Regions from separate parts of the Sus scrofa genome. Here region 2 is linked to region 1. A link is a contact called in public targeted proximity ligation data. All regions are on one chromosome and are shown on one strand. The core of a region is the stretch at or near the end of the contact, and the rest is flanking DNA. Distances in the headings are between cores, read along the strand shown. Region 1 has its middle 140 kb from the start of NUDT4. Region 2 has its middle 190 kb from the start of EEA1.

Region 1 (5,860 bases), core at 1,529-4,028:
ATATCCACTTTATAGATATCGTTTAATTTATTTTTTCAGTGCTGTACTTTTGGAATTTTTTTCCTTTAAATTTTATTTTGCCAATATGACAATGATCATTTTCATAGATAAAATTTTAATTTCATCTTTACTTTTCAAGGACAAATTTAAAAATAATATAGCTTCTACAAATGGCATGCTTAGATTATTATTTTCTCAAAAAGAAAATATGTGCATATTTTTCAATATAGAAAGTAATGTAAACGTATTATTGTGGTTTGCATATTATAAAATGGAATAAAAACAAAAGTTAAAATTGTTCCTAGTCCTCAAGGTAATAGTTGTTAACAATGCAGTGAACAACTTTCAGACTTTCAGTGCATGTATACAGACATATGTATTTATAGAAATGGTACCTAACACTATGTTTGAGTTTAGAAGCCTTATTTTTTAGCTTAACAGATAGTGGATTTTTTCATGTCATTAACTACTCTTTTACAGCGTAATATTTGATGGTTTCAAACTATTTGTGGAGGGGAAAAACTTTTTCTCTACCCTCTTAGGTTCTATCTTTGGAGGTCAGGTATGAATATGACAAAGGACAGTAAAAGAAGAAAATGATGTTTTGGAGTTACCGTCGTGGCGCAGTGACTAACGAATCCCACTAGGAACCATGAGGTTGTGGGTTCGATCCCTGGTGTTGCTTAGTGGGTTGAGGATCCGACGTTGCCGTGAGCTGTGGTGTAGGTCGCAGACATAGCTTGGATCTGGCATTGCTGTGGCTCTGGTGTAGGCCGGCAGCTGCAGCTCTGATTAAACCCCTAGCCTGGGAACCTCCATATGCCGTGGGTGCGGCCCTAGAAAAGACAAAAAGACAAAAAAAAAAAAAAAAAAAAAAAAAAAAAGAAAAGAAGAAAAGAAAATGATTTTTCATTCATATTATGTACATGGAATTCAGAGAAAAATGTGACTCAAGGAGGCATTTAGAATTTGAGGCTTATATACCTTCATAATAGGGGAAGAGAGGGGAGAAAAGGGAACTAATGAGAAAACCAAATGACTTTTGGAGAAGGTAAATGAGCCTTTAGGAGGCTAGGTAGGAGATACGATAGTAAAGTGACAATGTCTATTTAGGTAGTTTCTTATTCTGGTGCTATTTCCAGTGATAGGAGTCAGTCTTTCCTTGTTTCTGGAGGGCATTTATGACAGCTGAATTCTTTTGGGAGGTTCTGCTTTTAGTCAGATAGGAAGAATTCAGAAAAGAAAATTCTTCACAGTGGTATATTCAGAATTCCTTCACCATATTTGTATTACTCTAGTCAATTCCAGTTTCTGCAGCCTCTGCAAAGGAGAACTGACGCATAGCCCCAGCTAACAGGGCGGGGCTCCCCTTCTCTCCTGCTTCCTCTCTACCAGCCACCAGCTAATTGGAACAAGACCAGGTACCTGAACATGGACAATCACTGTTATGAGGGGCCTGAGGCACTATCTTTGCTCAGACAGGGAAAAGCTGAACCAATTGTGTTCTCATTTTTAGCCTTGAGACGAGAAATAAGTAGAATGTCAAACTGTTCACAGTGGATTCACAGCTTAAATATGCATGAAGGAGAGACAAGAAAGAGATTAGTTACCTTGGAAGGTCATAAGTAGGTCAGGGAAGCAGGATATAGGAGTAAGTTAAGCTATGAAGTTGGTACAAATACATAGAATAAAGAGTAATGTTTTAAAGTAAAGACTTTGGAGTCTGATGAGAATTTGAATTATCACTAAATGGTATGTGAGGGAGTTCCCATTGTGGCTCAGTAGGTTAAGAACCCAACATAGTGTCCATGAGGATGTAGGTTCCATCCCTGGCCTCCCTCAGTGGGTTAAGGATCCAGCATTGCTTGGATCTGGTGGTGTTGTAGCTATGGCGTATTCAACCCCTAGCCTCAGAACTTCCATATGCCACAGGTGTGGCTGTAAAAAGAAAAAAAAGAAAAAAAGAAAAACAATCAAAAAATAAATTTAAAAAATGGTATGTGACTTATACCAGTTGATGTTTTGAGCCATAGTTTCCTTATCAATAACACATGGACAATAACATATCTATTATTGAGTTGTAGGAAGAATTCATTGAGATATTATAGGCAGGGTTCTTAGCATTCAGTCTCTTGACACATAGAAGCACTAAATGAATGAAGTTACAATTATAACTATTTCTTCCCCAATATATCATACATTTACTATTCTTCCTGTATTTATTTTGAATCTCTGGCATTTAATATATCAGTTAATGAATATGTAATTAACATTTATATATTATGTTGCAGAAAGTTTTTATATTGAAGTCTGGACTTTTTATTCTCCAAGTTCTGAAATAACCAAATCAATTTTCTCCTCTACAACCTTATTCTATTTTAAGGACAAAAGGAGAGTCTACGAAGACTCCTCATTTAATCTGATATATATGCAACTTGAATTTTCTTTCCCGTAGTCTGTTTAAAGTTTTGGACTCACACAATAAAAAGGAGTATTAGCAGTGAAATGTCAGTTGACACCTGGGTAGACGGCATTCTCACAGGATTTGAGATTTCTTACCTTTTTCTCTCAGAAAGGAGGTGCCTAGAATAGTCTCTCTTGTGGGAATGGTCCAAAAAGTGGGGGATGGATTCAGTTTTCAGTCCTGTCAACTTTCTGCCGTTTCCCATCCCCTCCCTGCCAGATAATTTAGGACCGTGCGGTGTGTATAAATAGCTTTGGCTGAGAACATCCTCATATCTTTGCTCGTCTCATCATTGAGCAGGGCCCATAACTGATGTTGCAATTAAGAGTACTGATTTAGCTCTGAGAGACACATTGCAAATGGTCCGCTGAGGAGGATGGTATTTATATCAGTAATGACTGATGAAGACTTTGTCAACTGTACCTCTGGCAGATCATTTGATGGTGTGCCCCTGGCTTAATCTACTTCTCATTATAACTGATGATCCATGATGACGTATTTTCAGAACCGCTCATCTTACACACACTTCCATGAGGTGGAACTGACCTATGTAAGTAGAGACAATTAAGGAAATACTCAGTCCAAAATATAGGGAGCAGCAGAAGAGCTGTAGAGGTCAAGACATGTAGCGATTTACTGGGGTACATTTGGTATCATCTGTGCCAACAGAAATTCGCATTTCTGTACTTGAGGTTTAACTGTCTATTTTGACATAAGAGAAAGGAAATGAAAGTAGATTGACTATTTAGGTTTACCGTAGAAAGGTCAAGCACTTTGAATTTGTCTTTTTTCATTTCTTAGATGCTATGAGTGCTTCAAAACCACAACATATTCTCAGATCAAGTAAGTAATACAGAATCAGAAATTCTAGGATTATTCGATTAGAGTTAAAAGCCAGTGATTATATATTTATTTATCATCTATCTATCTGTCTATCCATCTATCTTTCCACCTATCTTTCCTTAGCGAGAGCTGTGTAATGGGAACACAGATAGGGAGTTGGGCTCATTCTCTTCCTAATTCTGTCCATAATGGCTAGGAGGTGGGATGTTATGGTCCATTACTAAAAAGCTTCACCTTTGCTCTCTTCTTTGATGTGGAGAATTGATATTTGCAATCCATTGTGAAGAACTTTGCAAACACAGCATCATGCCCTTCATGATTTTCCAGCAGTCCCAAGTAGATTACCACCTCTCAGACTTTGCTACCTAAAAATATTTCTATTGATCACACATGCTCTGGGAGTCTAGTAAAGTCACGGCTTAGTACATACCGAGTTCTCCTAAGGCACCAGGGATCTCCTCTTCTTCTCCTTTCTTGGTTCCCTTTTCTCAGGACCAATCTCATTCTCTCTGATTCTGACTCAGGTATTCAGCCAGACTGATGTGTCGCATTGGAGCTGGAGATGCAGGAAGTAAGGGAGATTCTTAACTCTTAAGAGAAAGGATAGAACAAAAATGGCAACTCCTGGTCTAGTCTCAAAGTGAAACAGCTACTAATCTAGCTCTTCCCTTACTGGTTTTAGCCCACTATTAGAAATTTTTTGTGTTATATTATGTCTTTCTTCTCTCTGACCATAGATCCTCCACCATATTGTTTTAACTTGTATGGAATAAGATGAAGAGAATGAAAAATTCTAGGTTACTATATAATCAAGGCCTTTCCTGTCTTCTATAAACATCTGTCTCCCTTGTGACGAATAAGTATGGGCTAAACACCATCTCTATTCTCTTCTCAGAAGTGTCTGATATCTTCCCTTTAGGAAGATTAAAAAAGTAAGCAGGAATATTAGGGCTTTTAGCCAGAATGTATAAGATCTTTCAAAACTCAGGGAGTTCCCGTCATGGCTCAGTGGTTAAGGAATCTGTCTAGGAATCTGTCTAGGAAGAATGAGGTTGTGGGTTTGATCCCTTGCCTCGCTCAGCGGGTTAAGGATCCGGTGTTGCCATGAGCTGTGTTGCAGGTTGCAGACTAGGCTTGGATCTGGCATTGCTGTGGCTCTGGCATAGGCTGGTGGCTACAACTCCCATTAGACCCTGAGCCTGGGAACCTCCATATGCAGCGGGTGCGGCCTTATAGAAAGGCAAAAAAAAAAAAAAAAAAAAAAAAAAAAAAGAACTAAGGGAAAAATCCGATTTACAAAATGAACAAATAACTTGAAAAGAAACTTAAAAATATATAAATTCTCAATAAGCATACAAGATGCTCAACATTGTTAGAGAAATGCAAATGAAAACCACTCTGAGAAGCTATACACATAAAAGAATGGCTAAACTGAAGTAAAGTAAAATAACATAACATAAAATAAAAATTGATAATATCAAGTGCTGATGAGGATGCAGGGTAAGTAGAACTCTTGCCCATGGTGTAGGAATGCAAAATGACAAAGCCATTTTAGAAAACAGTTTGGCAGTTTCTCATAAAATTAAAATATACTTACCATATGACTGAGTAATCCCACTTTTAAGTGTTTGCCTGAGGGAACTGAAAACTTATGTTCATGCAAAAACCTGTATGCAAATGTTTATGGCAGCTTTATTCATAAACACCCCAAACTAGAAACAACCCTAATGTCCTTCAACTGGTGAATGAATAAACAAACTATTGTCCATCCAAATAATGAGCAGTAAAAGGAACTAACTTGTGATACAATACATGTTGAATACGAATTGAATCTCAATATGCATTCTGCTAAATGAAACCATCCAGACTCAAAAATCTCAAAATCCTATCATCTGATTCCATTTATGTGACATTTGGGAAAAGGCAAAACTCTAGAGACCGAAGAGAATATTTGCCAGGGGCTAACGGGCCACAAAGAGCCACAAGGGAGCTTTTTGAGATAATTGAAATATATCTTCTTGTGGTTCTATCATTGTATGCATTTGTTGAGACTCATAGGATTATATATTAAAAGGGGCGACTTTACAACATGTAAATTACAGCTCAATAATTTTAAACAAGGAATGGCCAGCAATAAAATCGAATACAAAGATAAATGGGATGAACCATGGCAATTTGCTTCTTTGAGAAAACTAAGAAAATTAGACAAACCTCTGATGATATTAACCAGCATTGCCAAAAAGAGCCAAGAGAAGGGGTGGGACCTGTAGGGAGAGAAGAGGTGGTATCCAAGTCCGCCTCTCTCAGTTCCCTCTGAAATTCAGGACTGCAGAGGAGAGGGACAATGACTAAGCGCTAGGAAAGTAACACCTGTGAGGAAAGGTTAAAGGAACTGAGATTACGTTCCCTGGCAACGAGAGGCCAGAAGGATGATTTAACAGCAGTCTTTGAGTTTCCAAGCCTCCTTGACAGTTTGATTACGGTGCCATTTAGCAGAGCTGAACAGCTTTAATGATCTCTAGCACATTATAATGGGATTGTGCCCAAGGAATT
Region 2 (5,860 bases), core at 2,328-4,827, 70 kb after region 1:
ACATGGGCTCAGACCCTGGCTGTGCCACTAATTCGTGGGACCTTGGAAATTTTGATCAGCTTTTTTGTGCCTCAGATTCTGAAAGATGAGGATGACAGAACTCATACCAGCCCATTAGGTTGGGGGAAAAGTGTTTGTTAAGTAAATATGGACATCGTAGCTGCAGACAGTGAAACAACAGTGGCCTCCATGTTTCATTTCATTCACCTTATTTCCATTTCAAAACCTGGGCCCACTTTTTGATATGATATTTTTGATCATCTGTTGATTTATAGGTTCTGGTTGGAACTTTCATTCTTGAGAGCAGAAGGGAAAGTTCCTCTTCAAATGCCCTTATCCCAACCTTGCCTAGCTATCCATCTTCATCACTTTCTAGTGGTGGTCCCAGACTCATAAGGAGAGTTTGTAAGGGAAGATTAGGGCTATGGTAGGATAATGCGTTGTACTCTGAACTACAAGACAGCAGTAAGTAGTAGCTATTTCCTAAAGGTTTTGTGTGACTCATTGTGTCTCTTCACTCATTCACAGAAATAATGCTGATAATGGTCAAAAAAGAAAAAAGAAGTGAAATATGCTGTGCCCCCTCTCCCCCCGCTTTTCTTCTTTTTTTTTTAAGGGCAACTCCTGTGGCATATGGAAATTCCCAGGCTAGGAGTCAACTCAGAGCTGCAGTTGCAGGCCTATGCCATAGCCGCAGCAACTCGGAATCCAAGCTATATCTGCAACCCACAACACAGTTTTTGGCAATGCCGGATCCTTAACCCACTAGGAAGGCCAGGGATCAAACCCACATCCTTACAGACACTATGTTAGGTTCTTAACCTGCTGAGCCACAAGGAGAACTCCAGAAGTGAAATATGCTTAATGTCTAACCATTGGAGAAGTATTCAAGTAAATGATGTTATTTCCATGCATAGAAGGTCATTGTTGTAGATAAATATTTATAAAAAGATGTAGATGAGTATTTTTTAGTATAAAATGACAGTCATGACAATTTAAGTGAAAAAGCAACCCCAAATGGGCAATGTACAACACCATCCCATCATTATTTTTAAAAGATGTATTGGAATAAAACATATTTGGAAGGACATACAGTAGCTATCTTTGGGTGGTGGTATTACAGAAATAAAATTTCCTACTTTATACTTATCTGCATCTTCTAAATTTATATAGTGGACGTGTTGCTTTTGGCAAAAGAAAGACTGATTAAAATTAAAGTTCTATTGATGCAAAAGCTGCTTGTGGTAATGAATATTTTAAAAAATAAATGCCAACTCTAAGGATCAAAAAAATTAAATAGGAAGGATAAATTTCATTCCTTTTTAAAGGGATGGATTCACTTAATGATAAATGTTTGAAATAAACCAAGTGTCAATTGCAAACCCTGTCTTCTTAGCTGAATTCTACCTTAAATTTTTTCTAAAATGGGCTTACATCATAGTGAATAAGCATGATGTTTTTAAATATCCAAATTAAACAATAATATATAGCAACACAATGTAACTTTTTTTCTTCCTCCCAAAATATCACTTTATAAGACAGAAGGAAGATATATTTATCTTTCTTATAAAAAAAATCATAGTTTACTAAGTGCCTTCTTTGTGTCTATGTGTCGGCTAGTTGGAATGTTAAATTTATTGGTTAATTTATTTAATCATAACTGCCTTAGGAGATAGGTATCATTGTATATTTTATATAGTTGCTGAAAATTAAAACCCAGAAAGTTATTTCTACCCAACTGTAAGTAACAGAACCACATACCTCAAAAAAAAAAAAAAAGATTACTTAAAAATATTTATTAAATCCACTCTGTGCTAGGCATCGTGAGCTCTGTGTTGGAAATAACCAATGAATAAGACACTGTGGTCCCATCCCTCAAAAAAAGCTAACTGTTTAGTTGGATGACATGCAGCAAATAACTCTAAGTGTAACGAATCTTACAAAATGGGAAACACAGGAGGTGAGAGGGCAGTTAGTCTGGTTTGCATTATCTCTCCTGTGTACTAAACATTTAAACCAAGATATTTAAGTATATCTTAAGAAGTAGGAGTTAACTGGGGGAAGAATATTCCTGGTGGAGGGAATGGTACATGCTCATGCATGGAGACGTTTTGCTGCAATAATCTGGTATAACCAATCATCCACACTCTGGCTTAAAACTGTAAGCATTTATTTCTTTCACATGGGTCTGTGGAGCAGCTGCAGCCCAAAAGCAATCACACAAGCACATTTAAGACCTCACGTCATGTTCAGGAAGATTTCATTGGCTAAAGAAAACTGTATGGCCCTGTCCAAAATCCATACAATAGGGAAAATCTTTTACCCACAGTAGGCAGTACTTTGCAGTCACATAACAAAGGATGTGGATGAATAATTTCATATAGGAAAATTTTGTGAACAGTGATTTAAACAACCACCCCTAGATTTTTCAAGGAGCCTGGTGCCAGTGTGGCTCAAATATAGTGAGTGAGATGAGGAGAGATACTGCTGGCTGCTCTTATAACTTGTCCTGGGGAACTTCTTCTGGAGATGAATATGTATGTGTATATAAACTCACTCCAAAAATAAGCTCATCACTCCAAAAGATAATGACTTATCCAACATCTACCTACTTTATTTCTAAAGAGTTGGCCAACGTTGAAATACCATGGTTATTCCGCAGGAGAAATATACTGTTGATTGAATTAAATGTTCCTCTGTTATGCACCAGGGTTGGGTCTCTATGTGACAGAATCACTTTCAGAAGCTATGCCTCAGAGGCGATGAAAACGGTATTTGAGCCCCTGAGCAAACAGCATTAAATATGGTTGCTACTCATTCTCCTGGAATGGAGGTCAGCTATTTTATACACAGTGAATAAGACAAACTAGTCATAAAACGTGAGGAAATGTCTAATTTGACTACTTTATCCCATGAAACACAATCTTCTATTTGGTCACATCATTTTGATAATGTTACAAGAATAGTTGTTTATTTTTATCCATCGCTGTACAGAAACATTCATCTGCTTTACAAGTGCTAATGCCTGAATGAACAGGTGCGCGGACATGAGTTGGCCAAATATAAACCCATACAGTTCATGTGTTTAACAAGCATGGGCATTTTTTTTAAAAGAAGATTCATTCAGTAGAGCCAGCCACTGCATTATTTGCTGTAATGGTCTATTATGCCACAGAAAACTGTATTAGTTTAGGTTGAGGCAATTCCTTTTTTCCTTTTGCTGATAAGAAGAGATTAAGTAAAAATTACTGACTCCATAATAATCCTGTTCAAGAGCCAAATTTTCCCCTTCATTTGCAAAAGCTCAATTTTACAATCTTGAGGATTTAAAATAGAATCTACTAGTCTTTCTGACAATATTTATTCCCCATAAAAATAAGATTTTTGCTAGCTAGCTTACAGTAAATGTCATTATAAATCATGTGCTGTTTCAAAGGAAATCAGTGGTTCTAATAACTCTAATGAATTTGAAGCAGTTCCTTTCCCCCCATTTTGTTCACATTTATGTAGGCCTTCTTATTAGTTACATTACTGTGTTCTATTTTTTCCTTTTTTTTTTTTTCCCCAGGGTTGCACCTGTGGCATATGGAAGTTCCCAGGCTTGGGGATGAATCGGAGCTGCAGCTGCCAGCTGCCAGCCTCAGCCACAGCCACAGCGACGCCAGATCTGAGCTAAGTCTGTGACCTACGCTGTAGCTCATGGCAATGCCAGATTCTTTAACCCACTGAGTGAGGCCAGGGATAGAGCCTGCATCCTCATGGATAGTAGTCAGGTTCTTAACCTGCTGAACCACAATGGGAACTCCACATTATTGTATTTTATTACTCAGTTTGCAAAGCTGCATTTAAAAAAGGCTATAGTTTTCTGGTTTGCTCTTCTGATATACTTTGATTCTTCTTATTTGAGCATCTTTTTGTCTTTATGGGTGTTTTCTTGCTCTTCACCTGGCATTCCTTCAAAGGTCAGTGCAGTGCGTACACACTAGGTAACAGCAACATTTAGAGGCGACTGTCTCTCACACATTCCTTAAGTGGAAATGCAAGTGATAGGAAGGAAAATATCCTAGTTGTCAGAAACAAATGCTGTCCTAATTGCTTCCTGACAGTCTTTTAAAGGGGCTGTGGGAATTATTTGCTTGTGTGTCTGTTGAAATGTCATTCCTTGTATTTAAGGGGCATTGATTTCCGGGAGAGAATCACTGAGGCTTGATTACACATTGCTGGTAGACCAAACTCAGGCTTAATTCATGAGTTCTGTTCACAGGTCTGTCATTTCCCAACAGGCTGTTTTTGCACAATTAAGAAACTGATTTACCTAGTTTTTTCTCCTGAAAAATGGAAATACTACTATTTTTACAGCAGCTTTTAAATGTTAAATGAGTCCAAGCAAATAAAAGTTGTGCTTTGCAATATTAGAAACATCAATTTGATTAATATTTCTCCCCAGTTTCCCTCTGCTCCACAGTATTGACTTGTTCACCTAAACACTCAAACTGAGTGTTTTGCCATTGTATAGGCCCCAAATTTTAATAGAATTACAACCTAAATTAATATGGCTCCATGGTTCTTAAACCTTTAAGATATATTTAGAACCTTTAATATCAGTTGGTACAGCTTTCTTTAAAAATGATAGGATTATATCATATCATCTTTTGCAGGATGATATGAGGTAAATAAAAATTTACTTTGTATATTACTGAATTAAATCATGCAGTTTTACATATTTTGACTAGACCTAAGTTAGCCTGCTGTAATAAGAGAACTTAGAAGACCTGAATATGAATTTTGTTCCTTTCTAATTGCGTGCTCCCCAAACCCAGCTGTACTGAGTTTTGTCTGTGAAATTGGCCAGTAGTTATTCTCCCTATCTTCTTGGGGTGTTTGTAAAATTCAAACAGTGTAATATATATAGGCACTGTTTGAAAACTCTAAAGAACCAGACCATGTGATTTTTAAAAGAGAATTCAGACATGTATTGCTTTCATTGTTCCTGTTTAGTAACCATTGATTGTTAATTGTTGTACATATTGGAGTTCCTGGATCTAATCAACAAAATGAAATAAAGGAAAGGACTTCAGCAAGGATGGTGAATATCTGATCATTTTTTGAAGTTACTAGTTTTTATCAACTTTAGCAAAACCATCTAGAAAATACAATAGAAAATAAGATTCCATTTTCAAACTATAAAGTTTGTAGGAAATAACCTAACAAAGATTTTTCTGAGAAAATTTTAAAACTCAATTACATGTTTTTAAAGAAATGAAAAAATGGAAAGCTGTACCATATCTTTGACATGTAAATACGTCAGTTTCCCTTAAAATTACCTATAAACTCAATGTTAAAATTATGGCAAAGTGTTTTTGAGGACTTCAACCTGCTTATTCTAAATCTATACAAAGGGATAAAGGTTCATGATACATAAGTCAGTTTTGAAAAGGAAGAGCAAAGAGGAGGGATTCACTCTCCTAGATAAAACCAGTGTGGAACTGGTGCAGAAGCAGTCAAATACCCTTAAGAAAAAGAATAGAGCATCAGAGACAGACCCAAGTCTACACAGGAGCCTTTGGGAATAAACATAGCACAATAAATCAGTGGGGAAAGGATGAATTGTCTAAAACCCACTACTTGGTAGTGGGAAAGAGCTTATTATACGAAGATAGATTGGTTCACTTTATTATATGAAGACAGATTGGTTCACTATCTCAAGCATACATAAAGGAGAAATCCAGTGTGAAAGTAAAATTATAAAACTACTAGAAGAGAATAGTGGAGGTGTTAAAGTGGATCCTCAAAATCCAAGCTGTAAGTTGAAAATTTAGTCAAATCTTTGGAGAACAGACTTTTGGTTGACAAGGGGGAG

What was found.
Region 2: a contact with region 1 is called in a targeted proximity ligation map of skeletal muscle. A contact is called at or near these places in 2 of 47 Hi-C or Micro-C datasets (embryonic fibroblasts and skeletal muscle) and 1 of 2 datasets of targeted methods (skeletal muscle).

The regions. Positions count from the first base shown.
Region 1 is chr5:89,866,628-89,872,487 of Sscrofa11.1, forward strand. No RefSeq gene overlaps it. Among named protein-coding and RNA genes, the nearest start is that of NUDT4, 140 kb to the left of the region's middle.
Region 2 is chr5:89,935,439-89,941,298 of Sscrofa11.1, forward strand. No RefSeq gene overlaps it. Among named protein-coding and RNA genes, the nearest start is that of EEA1, 190 kb to the right of the region's middle.